Linked DNA regions of Canis lupus: region 1 is linked to region 2. Evidence: chromatin contacts called from public Hi-C data. All regions are on one chromosome and are shown on one strand. The core of a region is the stretch at or near the end of the contact, and the rest is flanking DNA. Distances in the headings are between cores, read along the strand shown. Region 1 overlaps EEPD1 (endonuclease/exonuclease/phosphatase family domain-containing protein 1). Region 2 has its middle 30 kb from the start of HERPUD2.

Region 1 (6,955 bases), core at 3,117-5,616, 400 kb before region 2:
TTGTGCTAATCGGGACTTTCACAGGTGCGTCACCAACAGCCTCTCTTTCAGAGGCAGGCACGTGCAAATCTGCAGGTGGCACTGCCACCAGGGCAGCTGAACCCACGAGGACCTGTCACGGGGGAAGGCGTCAGCACTTTTTTTCCCCTAATCCTTTCCATCCAAGAGAAGAGCTCATTAGCCGATACCACGGAACGTGCACAGTAGGCCCAAAGAGACAAAGAGGTCCCCATGCACGGGGGTGGCCGGGCTCCCTGAACACAGGGGCTATAGTGGTCTTCTGTGCCTCAGTATGCACCACCGCTGACAGCCTAAGGGAAAGGACCAATGCCCGGAAGAGGCAACCCCATGCCCACCCTCCAGAAGTGGGAGCCGTGGACCTAGCCACGGACAGAGAGACCATTTCCTACCTTTTAGGGTTTCCTGCAAGGTCTGTACAAAGCTAGCCAAGCGGTGGCTGTCACTGTGATTCCTGCTTGGATTCTCGCCCCCTGGGTGGACCAAGGTTGCCAGGTGAAGGTTCACAAGGGTCAAGTCATTACTTCCCACCTGAGGCGAGAGGAAACAAAGCAACAGGGACGGGCTTAGATGTTCCTATTTCCTGGATTCGTTACTTCCCAGTTACGAATCGCTTCCTGCACGGTGTTGACAACAGCAAACACAAACCAAGTAGCTTGCACCCCGAGAGCTCATGCAAGGTGGTGCCAGGTTAGATTTTTCTCTGAGGCACCTGTAGGACCGAAATCTCCCTTGTTCTATCAGTCCACTCCCCTACATCACACCGTCTCCTCCAACCGAGGGTCTGGAAAAACCAGGCACATCTGGAAATGTCAGGTTTGGGTTTTTTGTTTTTTCCTTCAAAGCAACTCCAAAGGCGGAGGAGGTGGTGGCTCTGGCAGCCGGTCGTTAGCCAAGACTGGGGCTCTCACCTTCCAGGGCCAGTTGGCGAGCCCTCTGCCAGGACCCCCTGCTGGGGCCCGTCTCCTTCCCCACCCCACCCCCGCCCCCCTTTGCCTGCTTTTCCCTCTGGAGACCACTATGCCCGGATGCTCCCTTTCTCCAGATTTCAAATGCATCAAGCGGGGAATCTGGCTGAAGGTCGGCAGCACGGGCTATGCCCTGATCCTGCACCCCCAGGGTGCAGGGCCTGGTGGGCAGGTCCAGGCGCCTGCAGGCAGAGCCCGTCTCCTGAGCACCACAGCATCGCTCAGCGGCTCGGGGTTTAGCAATCCTGCCCTTCCGCTTGTCATGGCAACAAACACTAAACACTGCCAGGAGGGAAGGGGGTGCAGGGGGAGCCCCCAGGAAGTGGAGGCTGACCCCAGTTTGCCCACCACCGCCCAGCCTGGAGAGCTCTCTGCAGCTGTGACCACAGAGGAACCATGAGGCCACAGGTAGGGAAACCCCGCCAAGGGAGGGGGCTAGAGCCAAGGCACATCTCCACACCATACCACTTGTCCGGCCCAGACTGGGGCGTGAAGGATAGGAGGCCGAGCGCCCGTCTAAGCACGTTAAAGGATTTGGACCAATAATTCAGGACACGGTAGCATTTTCTCATTGGCCATTAAAAGCAGCCAGCCATGGGGCGCCGGGGTGGCTCAGTTGGTTAAGCATCTGCCTTCGGCTCAGGTCATGATCCTGGGGTTTTGGTGTCAAGCCGCACATGGGGCTCCCTGCTTAGCAGGGCGTCTGCTTCTCCCTCTGCCCCCACCCACCCCTCGCTCATGCCTGTGTGCTCGCTCTCTCTTTCTCTCAAATCTTAAAAAACAAAACAAACAAAAACCATCCAGACTTTTAGAGACATTGGTTGGTCTGGGGGTTGTCTTGCCAGGTAAAAGCACGTATAACCACTTTACATAAAAAGAAAAGCAGCCCAGGGCAGCCCTGGTGGCTCAGCGGTTTAGCATCGCCTGCAGTCCAGGGCGTGATACTGGAGACCCGGGATCGAGTCCAGGTCGGGGTCCTTGCAGGGAGCCTGCTTCTCCCTCTGCCTGTGTCTCTGCCTCTCTCTCTGTGTGTCACTCATGAATTTAATTTTAATGCCAGTGCGGCATTAGGAGGTTTTAAAGATGATAACTGGCTGATTTTACACGTCTGTCTCCTAAGCGCAACCTAAGACACCCCGGGGTGGGTGTGCACACGGAACCCCAGCAACCTTGCAGCTAGGGAGGGGCAGGATCTTGGACTAGACCCCAACCCGAGCCAACACAGCCCCCGAGGGCTGCCCCAGCCGGGAGCTGCCAGAGACTGTGCTGTGGTTCGAAGCAACTCTGAGGCTCCCGAACTGGTCTGGAGCACACAGAAGGGGGAAGGCTCCTCAGACCCCCACAGGTGGCTTGCTAGGCTCGGTAGCAAGGGCCCGCTCTTGCCCGACCCTGTGATTTCACAGGTAAGTGCTGTGGGGATAAGGTCCATTGAGTGCCCACTGGGCGATGGGTTCTGGCTGCTGGCTCCTTGTTCCCCCTAGTTCCGAGCTCCTGACCGTTGGCCGTTCTGAGCACTGCCCAGGGACATGCAGGCGAATCAGAGGGAGAGCTCACATCAGCCTGCCAACGCTCCCATGTGAGGGGCTCATCTGGAGGAGGTCAGTGGTGGGGCTGCCCTGACCCTAGAGCCCAGAGGCTCCTCCTGCATCCCCTCTGAACCCAAATGACCCCTTGAGGGTCATCCCCTTGTCCTCGATACAGGTTCTGCTGTCCTCTAAATCCAGTGGTTTCCAAATATCAGAGGGATGAAGAAGCCCTAAAGGTGCCTTGGAAAAACAGGCAGTCCTGGGCCCTATTCCAGAAATCCTGCGTGTTCGGGGGAGGGTCCAGGAATACCTGATTTAAAAAAAATCTCCCCAGGTAATTCTGACCTGTATTAGGTTTGGGAACCAGCCACTTGATCCCCTTCCTGCCCAAATGCCAGTGTTATTGGAGCTAGAGTCCCCTCACCCCCAGGCCCTCGCATTCCTGCCCTGGACAAGTTCATCAGCCAAGGGAGCCCCAAGAGGACATGGCAACCTGGCCCTGAGACAGAGCAGATGAGGTTGCTCTGGATCACAGTTTACAAAGGGACTCCCCCCACCCCCTTTTATTTTTTTATTTTATTTTATTTTTATTTATGTATGATAGTCACACAGAGAGAGAGAGAGAGAGAGGCAGAGACACAGGCAGAGGGAGAAGCAGGCTCCATGCACCGGGAGCCTGACGTGGGACTCGATCCCGGGTCTCCAGGATCGCGCCCTGGGCCAAAGGCAGGCGCCAAACCGCTGCGCCACCCAGGGATCCCCCCACCCCCCTTTTAGAAGTAGACCTTCACAGCGACACAAACGGTACCTTGAAACGCGCCAGGTACGGGCTGGGACCCGACGGCTTCCCGTGCCCGTTGCCAGGAGAACTTTCCTGCGAGGTGGCGTCTCTCAGCTCCACGCCGGCCGCAGCATCCCACAGGAATCCTGAGAACCCGGCGCCCTGCAGGAGAAGGGGGCGCGTCAGTTTGGAGAGCAGTCGGTTCTGTGGCAGGGCTCAGCCCCTACCTGGGGGAGGAGGCAGGAGAAACCAGGAGATGGGGGGGGGGGGTCTCTGCACTGGGTCCTGGGATCACATGCACGGGGATTGTTTCTGAAACAAAAGGAGACCCCAAAGCTATAGCGTGCTCCTCCTTGTCCCCTTGCCCCAAACTTCCCACGCTGCCACTTTCAGAGGTTTATGCGCAGCCAAGGGTGCCTGGGCTCTCATCATTTTGGGAGGGATGTGAGGGGAGCCCTGACTAAGCACAGAGTTGTCTTTTTAATCATCACATTCCAGGAGTCAGATACTCATACCCGCGTCCACCAAGCAGGAACTGAGCTGCCCAGAGAGGTTAAGTAACTTCCCTAACACCCCACTGCTGGTAAACAGCGATGCTGAGAATCAAATAGAGGACTCCAAAGGGTGGGCTTTGCTTACTGATTAGTTGCAGCTCACGACCAGTAAGTACCCGGCACCTAGTAAATCCTCCATAAATATTTGCTGGCTGGATGGAGGTCAGTGCTAAGAGTCCCAGGGGTTTAGACCCGGTCAAGGGCCCTCTGCAGGTGGACAGGGCCCACACAGGGGCCTGCAGCCCCAGGACAGGGCCCTGTGAGGGCCAGCGGGTGGCGTCAGGGGTGTCCTGAGGCCTGACACTAAACACCACTATCTCTGGCCTCAGATGACCTGCCTGTTTCTTGCTGCTGTCCGTGGGGCCTTCTGGAAAGAGGAAAAGCCTCCTCTCCCAGCCCATCCCAGCATCTGCAGGCTCTGCTGCCAGAGGTTGGCAGCGGGATCTGTGGCATCGCTGGAGGGGCCGGAGACACTTATTACCAAAAGAGAGGAAATGACTCTGCACAACCAGAGTGGCCTGTGCTGAGTCCCCAGCGTCCGCTCAGGTCCCAGCCCCAGGCCTTGCTGGGCTCAGCACCTTAACCAGACCAACTCGTGTTGGGGAGGAGGGAGGGGAACCATGTTCTGCACGTTGTGCACTTTGACATTTATGACCACAGGCCTGTGGCCGGAGAGGACGCCAGTTTAAGAACTGGAAGCCCTGGATCTCGTGCCACCCGTGTCACTCAGCCGTGAGACCACGGAGCCTTCCATTTCTCTAAACCTATTTCCTTGGGTGTAAAGTGAGTGAAATGGGATTTGCCCTTTCAGCGTTGGAGGGTTATCCTCCCACTTACTGTTTCTCCGAGGCTCAGCTCTGCTTAAAAGCTTCAGGGGCTCCCCAGGGCGCACCGGCCACTGCCCAGGAGCCCTCCGGGGAGCACCTGCCTGTTCGGTGCCGCCCCTCACACCTGCTCACCCGCCTTTCCAGCAGCACCAGGTGTTTCTGGGGGTCTCTCCCGACCCCTGGTCCCGGGGGCCCTGTCTCTTGAAGAACGGCCGCACCTCCACTAGGGGCAGTAGGAGATGGAGTGTTGGAGCCAGGGCTCCACCTGGGTTCGAGCCCGACCCCGCCGTGTGGCAGCCAGAGGGCTGCCGGGCAGACGGTCTTGCCTTATAGGTGTGGGCCTTCTCATCTACAGCCGCCAACCCCCCCCCCGCCCGCCCAGCTGTGGGGCAAGGGCTTGAGAGCTGAGCAGGGGCACCCGATGTCACTTCAGGCCCTGGGGGAATGGCAGTTGCTGCCACCACCTGCCCACATTTGTCTTGGGTAGAGATGGAACACATGCAACTTGCAGACACAATTTATTCAACAGCATTTAAAAATTTTTTTCGGTTATCTGTTCATATTCAAAATTCAGGAACTTTCACATTAAAGTCTAGATATTTGCATCTTTTGAGACACCGGGAGATGTGTCCACACTAGGCGCACTGCCCCCACGGCAACAAGTGTACAATGGCCCAGCCGCAGCCTGACACAGGTGTGGACTTCCAGGCCAGCAGTGCCTCTCGTGGGCCCGCCAGGCCCTGGCCTGTGTTTCAGTGCACCTGATCTTTTCAAATCCTACAGCTTCCTGCTGATTGACAGAAGGAAGGGGCTATTGCTCCCATTTTAGAGATAAAGGAATTGGGGCTGAGAAGTTTAAGTGGCTTGAACTCGGGTCTCCCTGCAACTGCACATTGTCCTCCAATGGCCTAGGCACCCCAGCCTCGAGTGGGGTTCCCCGCCTCATGCCTCCAATAGGCCGGGAGCTCCCTGAGGGAGGGGCTATGTCAGCTCAGGTTGGATTCCGGCCCTGGGCTTGCAAGGACTAAAACCAGGCAGGGCTGGGTCCCTGGGTCTGTGTTTCTCACCCATGTATGTTTGGCATGTGGCACAGTGCCTGGCACGTAGTAACCTGATGATTTCCCAGCAGATAAGCAGTGTTAAGTGGACTACAAGAGCTTAGTGAACCTACATATGTACAAAGTGCTATTTTTTTTTAAAGGTAAGATGGTATTATTAGTTCTATGTAGACTGAGAAAGGACAGCCATGGGCTACCGAGGGAAAGACTAGCTATGTCCCAATTTGGCTTAATTTCTAGCCTATGGGGAATGTACACTGGCTGTCACCTATAGTAACCATTTACACTCCAAAACATAAAACCCAGAGAAAGAAGATTTACATCACATTTTTAAGTAGCAGCTAAAAAGAGAGCTTATTGTCAATAAATGGTTGGATACTTTTCATCCATATCACTCACATAAATGTTATTTACGTATGTTTATAAACAGGTATACTAGAGAGGAAAAATACATTTGCATTATAGAAAAACTATGTAATGACACAGTTTCTGACTCATGATTAACTCTTGAAAGTCTATTTTAAAATCCAAAACCCCACTAATATTGGGACATCAGGGGGCTCAGTGGTTGAGCACCTGCCTTTAGCTCAGGTCGTGATCCGGGGTCCTGGGATGGAGTCCCACATGGGCTCCCTGCGTGGAGCCAGCTTCTCCCTCTGCCTAGGTCTCAGCCTTTCTTTGGGTGTCTCTCATGAATAAATAAATAAAAACTAAAAATAAAATAAAATAAAATAAAATCCCACGAATATCAAACACTCCTAGTGTGTAAAAACTGGTCTTGCATAGATCTGTAAGAGTGAAACATATCCCTACAGCCACAGGGGAACTACCAACGAAAGAAAATTCAAAATGACAATCTGCTCAACATGCCCACAGAACATTTCCATGTGCACAATTTCTACCTCAGAAAGCAAACGCTTTGCGTATGAATTAAGTGAATCTGAAGTTTTCAGTCAAGAAACAATGGGCTCTCCACAAACTTGGCAGAGAATGGAACTGTGGAGACGGGATTAAGAGGACAAAGGACAGAAATACCCCATCCGCAGCCTTGGCTCCAGACAGGATTTCTCTTCTCCTCCCAACACCCCCAACTCCCATTTCCGTCTGGGCAGGAGTCCATTCCCGATCTACATACGAAACGAGAACCAGGGCATTTTGAGATGAATGGCAAAGAGCTAAGAGACGTGCAGAAACGCAAAACAGCATCGAGGATGTTGGCAAAG
Region 2 (6,949 bases), core at 3,731-6,230:
ATCACCTTTCCTGGGGAAGAGGAAGAAGAGTTGGGGAAACAGGAGAGAAGGAGGGAATGACAAGAATAAATACAGGAAGCAAAAGGGAGAAAAGACATGAAGAAGGAAGAAAAAGGAGGAAAAAGAAAGAAAACAAAAGGAGAAATAAAGAGGGTTGTGAAAAATTTGGTTCTGTAGGTTTTGAGGGGCTGTCAAGGTCATTTGTAAAGTTCCCTCAGAGGGGGAGGAACAAGACTTCCCCATCCTTTCAACGTTTAGATGAGCTTACCATTCAGCTCACACAGTTTCCATTGCCCAGAACTTGGGCAGAACAGCCTTTGATAGGCCCCCCAGGTCTGCAGACATAGCAGGAGGTCTAACTCCAGCGCTAAGATTTAGACTTGTAAGTAATAAATCCCCACCCCCACTCCTTACTCAAGTGCATGGTTGGAGAAGGTCTTCCTCAACTGGGCGATTCCATTTTGCCCACCATTTCCTGCTCTAGGACTGGGCTTCTGCAGTGTATGTCCTGATAGAGGACCACAGATGACTGGAGAGCATGACTGGAACAGCTATCTTCAGCTCTCTTCCCTTCTTCTTGAGACTATGGCCCACAAAGAATATACCCTTCTAGGCCTTTTATAGTTTGAAAGTACAGAAGGAAAATTCTGATTGATTAAGTCAATATTTACATGTATTATGTGAGAGGCATTGGGCATACAGATAGGTACTGGGGAAGATGTCTGAGGCTCTGCCTCCTTGAGGTTGACATTGCAGTGGGGGAGTCAGTAAAATGGTGTCATTTGCCCCTATTTTGTGCCCCTCCAACCTCACCAAATATGGTCATATCTTCAAATACACACTCTGACTCCTTGTTCCCTCCCGGACTCTCCTGGCACCAGCTGAAGAGGCTTTCCTTGTCCCTGGTTGGTCTTCATATCCCTCAAACCCTAACCCCAGTTCCAAGGAGTTTTATCTTACACAACAATTAAGCAAGGAGTTAATGACAAATACTGCATTGGGTGCCATGCTTATAGGTCAGAAATTTGGGGTAAATAAAAAGGAAATCTCTGACGGCCAGGAAATCAATCATCTGAAAGGCAGCTGATGCATGTCCTTACTTTTAAAATAGTTTTATTTAAAAAATAACCTTTATACATTATTTTACTTTAACTCAACTCTCACTCAAGCAAAACAAAAGAAAGCAAAAAAAGATTGCTCACTTTTAAACCAGGACAGGCTCGTTAGCAACAAGGACAGCGCTGCCAACTCCTGGGACGACGTTCATTCTCCGGGTTTCTGCTATGGCAGCCTCTTTACCTTGCTCTCCTCCTAGTTCTGAGTTCCCCAGGTTTACATGGGAAGCAGGACTCATCATTCTCCTTGGTGTGGGATCAGGAATTGGCTGTAAAATTCCAGTATTTCTGGGTGCTGGAAGGTGCCTGCTCCATCTTCATCACTTGAACCTGCCTCAAAATTTTCTAGGAGATTCAATAGCTGTACTATTGAAAAGTGCCTGGGATCTGCTAGGATGGGTTGCCTATCCATTGCCCATTGACCCCTGGCTCTTACTGGTGGAGTGCTGATTTTTTGCAGATGTAATCATCTCCCACCACAGGGACTCTTTCTAAGGATAATGGTAAAACAATCCCAGTGATTCATGTAGGGAAGTGCTTGTGACTTGATCCTGGTCAATAAAAATAAGTGGGTGAAGCAAGTGGTAGAAAGATCCACAAATGTTTCCTTACTCTTACTTACAATGAAACTTAAGATAATTCTATAGTATGGTGTGATAGCAGCCAGTTGCTAATGAAGCTTAGGTAAGGACAGAATTAGCATGTTGTAGGTGGTAGGGTAGAAAGATGGAAAGAACGTGGGTCCTTGATTGATGATTGGAGCTATTGAATCCAAGTGATCATGGCACCACCCTACTCGAGACTTTTCATTACATAGCATACCAGATTTTCCTTATTGCTTAAGTCAGTTGGGTCAGCATTATCTGTTACCTATACCTGAAGTCTTCCTGATTCACTTGCTTAGGTCCATTAGTATGAACACCAAAGAATCTCAGCTGGTGGTCATAGGTAAGTTTTTGTTTGACCATTCTTTGATTTCAGAAGAAGGAAAAGGACAGGATAAGGAATTCATGCCATGGACTTATTTATTTATTTAAGATAAAATTTTTTTGAGATAAATGGTAGAGCCACATGCAGTTGGAAAAACTAATACAGAGAGGCCTGGTGTACCCTTCAGCCAGTTTTCCCCAGTTGCAACATCTTACAAAGCTATAATACAATATCACGACCAGAAAATTGACATTGATACAATCCACTGACCTAACTCAGATTTCACCAGTTTTGCATGTACTTGCTCATGGGTGAGCCTATTTTGTTCTATGCAATTTTACCCCGTGCGTAGGCTTGTGTATTCGCCATCATAGTCAAGCTGTAGAACAGCTGGGGTTTACTTTTTAAAGCAACTTCTAAACTCTTTAACACTTTTGGCGTTTCTCACAGTGCTTTTCAAACAGTGTTTGTTGGAGGCCTTGAAGTCCTACCCCCTCTACTTCACTTTAGTTGGAGCAAGTCCACGAACATGTATTTTATATTCTGAGCTTCATTATAAGCCTTCATCTGGCGAATAAGTTCTTAGCTCAAAAACAAACAACAACAAAAAATGGCACTGGTAATCTATAGTAAATATACCTTTGATATCCAAATAATCTTACTTAGAGCATTACACTTTTTCAAGGCCCTTTCCAGTTATCGTCCTTAAGTATTAAAACAGCTCTGATTGGGATCCCTGGGTGGCGCAGCGGTTTGGCGCCTGCCTTTGGCCCAGGGCGCGATCCTGGAGACCCGGGATCGAATCCCACATCGGGCTCCCGGTGCATGGAGCCTGCTTCTCCCTCTGCCTGTGTCTCTGCCTCTCTCTCTCTCTCTCTCTGTGACTATCATGAATAAATAAATAAAATCTTTAAAAAAAAAAAAATTAAAAAAAAAAAAATAAAACAGCTCTGATTAAGTGACTAAACCAATGAACAGGGGATCCCTGGGTGGCTCAGTGGTTTGGCGCCTGCCTTTGGCCCAGGGCACGATCCTGGAGTCCCGGGATCGAGTCCGGCATCGGGCTCCAGGCATGGGGCCTGCTTCTCCCTCTGCCTGTGTCTCTGCCTCTCTCTCTCTCTCTCTCATAAATAAATAAATATTTAAAAAAATAAACCAATGAACACATGAAACAAACATGGATGTGATCAATGTTTGTGGGAGTCTTAATGCAGGCAGGCTCCACAGGAGCTGAGCTGCTAGAGAAGGAACCCTGGGCTTCCATGGCACCAACTCTTCACTCCTCTACTGAGAAGCTAGCGCTGACCCCCTGCAGTATATCCCAACTCCCTCCTTTGGCCAGATCCCACCAGAGCTGAAAATTAAATCCTTTGTATCAAAGGACAGGGTTCATTCTGGAACAGGTGATTACAGCACTGTGCTGCATAGTTTTACAGAAGGTGAGAAGCATTGTTCTGTAAGAGGGATGCTTTCATGCTCATCACCTGTCATGGAACAAGGTTCTGATGAATTTCACAAAATCTCACAGGCTTTACTGGGGAAATTTATAAAGCAAGAATGAACAAGAAAACAGAAGAGATGGGCCACAATTCTCTGCTGGACGCACCCTGGGTGGACCTTCCAGGAAGGGAACTTGTTCCCTTGCTTCTCACTTTATAGGGCAAGAGTGAGAATGACCTAGATGATGAGGGGATAATCTAACTTCTTGGGTACCACCAAGTCTGAGGTTAGATACTCAGTTGTCTGGGAAAACCAGTTGCCCAGCACCTGAGGACCTTGGTTCTATGGAAGGGAGAAACTGGTTCTGTTGGAAGGTTGGATGCAATCAATCCCTTCTGTGGGAAGTGAGGAGCCCAGGTCCCAACAGGCTTGTCCAAGCAACCCAGAATGAGGACAGCTTTTGACAATCCTGCTTGTGGCACCGAAAGTCTTATCCATCTTTATTTCCCCAGCACTTAACTCAGAGCCTGGCAAATGATGGCTACATGAGCAACGCCTGATGGGTTAATGAATAAATACACTTTTGTGCCAGTTGAAAACAACTAATTTTGTTCTTGCTGATGAAATGAGAGCAGGGCAAACAAGAAAGAAACATTTCTTGAATCTGTGAAAGTCCAAAAGCATGCTCTGCCTCTGCTTTGGTTAAAACCTCTTTGAAGCATCCCTAACTTTATGAGAAGGCCGCCTGGCTGCAGCAAGGTCTACTTCTACTGAATTTCTATCATTTCCTTGCAGTTCTGGCAAATAAGACCGTGGGATCTGGATCTGAGTGTCTGGGATCTGAGGCGCTCAGTAAAGGAAGTCTCCACAGGCGGCAGCAGCTCTGGAATTTCCCACAGCCACTCCTCCAACAAGCTTTGTAAATCTTCAGTACTTTGATTGAATCAGATGCACAGCACAATGGGAAGTAAGCCACTGTTTGTGAAATATTTTTGAAAACAATTTGAGCATTTACATCTCTAAGACAGTTTTCTGTAGGACAATGTATTCTAATCTCTTTCCCACTGAAAACCTCTTTTAATGTGATTTCCCCCACAGAACCCCTGCCTTGAATAGAAGCAAACAAACACATTTGTTAAATAACAATGAATTTATCTTTCCAAATGGAAATCAAGGAATCAAGTTTTTTTTTTTTCTTCCTAACTAAAAGTCATCCTTGAGGCTTTGAGTAAACAATTACTTTCAAGCTTCCTGAAAAACTGAAAGTAGCTGGAGGAATTTTACCCAGGCCCCTCCGACTGCGGTTATTACTTTCTGAAACTGCTAAGCTTCTAGGTTTGACACTAGCCTTCCGGATGGCACCAGGGGGAGAGCACAGAATTAACACAAGCCTGTGACTTGTAGGCCTTTGGCTATCAGCTTGTCCTCGAGACTGGGAATGAGGTCTCCACCAAGGCAGTTATTCCTGCCCCAAGTTCTGTCTAGGTGTCCTGCTGGGGGTGGGTGGGTGGGTGAGATTTTTGTCTGCCAAGCAGGCAGAGGCCAGACTTTCGCCCAGGCTTTCTGTGAATGTGATACATCTAGAATGTTCAACCAGTAAACCAGAATAGCCAAATCCTTTTGCCTAAGGAGCTGTCCCTTTGAGATGTAGCATAAGTGACTTGTCTTCCTAGACGAACCTCTTCTGTGGTCTAAAGTTGTTACTTTAGGATGGGGGAAAAATTCTCAAGAGCGAGCATAATAAAGCAGTGAGCAACACAATTTGCTCAAAGAAAAAAAAAAGTTTTTATTACCTTCATAAATTGTCATAGTACTTTTTTTTGGGTGGAGGGGGGAGATTGGAATAAATAGGGGCTTGGAAATCTGACCTTGGCTGGTGTTAGGATAGAGAGAATCTGGTGCTTCTTAATTTCCCATTTAGGTTCTCAGTGTTCCAGGAAGCAGTTTGCTCAAGTTTCTCTTCTCCATTTAGCTCCCCTGAATGCCCAGCTTCGGTGCCTGGGCATTGCTGCCAAGGATCCTGCTGGTGCATTCAGCTGCCATTCAAGGAAACAGCCCTCCACACCGCCTCGCACTTGCAAGTCTGTCTTACAGCATAAAACAGGTGGAAGGACATTCTGCCTTTAGAGTTCTGCTGGCATGTCTCGCTACTTCTATTGCCCAATGCCAAGAATGACAAAAATCTTTTGTGTATGTTTGGGGGTGGGAAAGACCAGATAGTACCGTGAATAGCAGTTAACTTGCTGTTTGGGCAAGATTCCCAGGGCAGCTGTTGTAACTCAGGCGGCAGTAACTCTAACACTTGGCTCCGTTGCTAGGATGGATTGATAGAAACTTTGGACAAATCGTTTAAAAATTATGCTCCCTCTGCCAAAAAATAAAAAAATAAAAAATGATGCTCCTGTGATATGCCGAATACATCACCGATCAACTCAAAAGCTGGGTATTTGTTAGTATCATAATAAGGACATACAAGGAACATGTTAATCAACCAGGATTGTGTTTATGCTTCCATTTCTATTCTAAATATTTTCTGCCTTCAGCAAAGTCATTGGCATCTGTTGGTAAAAATTTGAACTGACCCAAGATTTGCAATCTGTAGCTACAGCTGAGACAGGATTACCTTTTCTTATATGCTGACGATCTTAATTATACTAACAAGTTAGCTAACTTCACAATTATAAGTTTTAGTTTGTGAATTTGCCAATCCTTTGTTCTTAGCCAAAGACTTTAACCTACATTTAATTTTTGGTCTTGATGCATACATGTACACGTGCATAAACATTCTTCTATTTTTTGTGTAGAGAAAAAGATGACGCTAGTATTCAAATGGTAGGTAGTTACACTAAATTATACTTTATTGTAAGATAAAAATGGGACTCATTGAAATAAATAATTTCTGAAACATGAATTCTCAACATAAATTTATATGAATCTCAACATTGTCAAATTAAATCTCTTCAAGATTCCCTTGACCTCATTAATGAGCATCAGTTTTAAAAATAGTTGCATGGTGGCGTGCCTGGGTGGCTCAGTCTGTTGAGTGTCTTGACTCTTGATTTTGGCTCGGGTCAGGATCTCAGGGTCGTGAGATCGAGCTGGACCTCTGGCTCTGTGCGGGGCGTGGAGCCTGCTTAAAATTTTCTCTCTGCCTCTCCCTCTGCCCCTCCCCCACTGCTTGCGAATGTGTGTGCTCTCTCTCTAAAGATAAAAAAAAAATAGTTGCATGGTTTTGCCTCCATCATTTCCTTTTTGTTGAACACATCCAGACCAATAATAAGGGATACAACTGCCCCCATTTCAGAATGGGTTTAGCAAGGGCATTATCGATACAGTTAATGATCCTGTATCTCCAGCAAAGCACAGAATTCAAATTGACCTTGGCCTAAACTGACTTAGATTTTAATTTGGTTATTTGATCACAGCTGGAAAATTGGACACATCAGAACAGCCATCCGGCCTGC

Evidence for each region. A called contact is a pair of places that touch in the nucleus more often than the background predicts.
Region 1: a contact with region 2 is called in a Hi-C map of blood, with 4 times the contacts expected there. The contact joins two enhancer-like sites. A contact is called at or near these places in 3 of 9 Hi-C or Micro-C datasets (amygdala, blood and skin fibroblasts).

The regions. Positions count from the first base shown.
Region 1 is chr14:47,806,827-47,813,781 of UU_Cfam_GSD_1.0, reverse strand. EEPD1 (endonuclease/exonuclease/phosphatase family domain-containing protein 1) reads right to left here. Exons shown (of 8, transcript XM_038557333.1): 5 at 3,321-3,455; 6 at 411-549. Among named protein-coding and RNA genes, the nearest start is that of ANLN, 95 kb to the left of the region's middle. Within about 2 kb of position 4,366, at least 3 of the 20 cell types and tissues checked have an H3K27ac peak or open chromatin away from gene starts, as enhancers often do.
Region 2 is chr14:47,408,517-47,415,465 of UU_Cfam_GSD_1.0, reverse strand. No RefSeq gene overlaps it. Among named protein-coding and RNA genes, the nearest start is that of HERPUD2, 30 kb to the right of the region's middle. Within about 2 kb of position 4,980, at least 4 of the 20 cell types and tissues checked have an H3K27ac peak or open chromatin away from gene starts, as enhancers often do.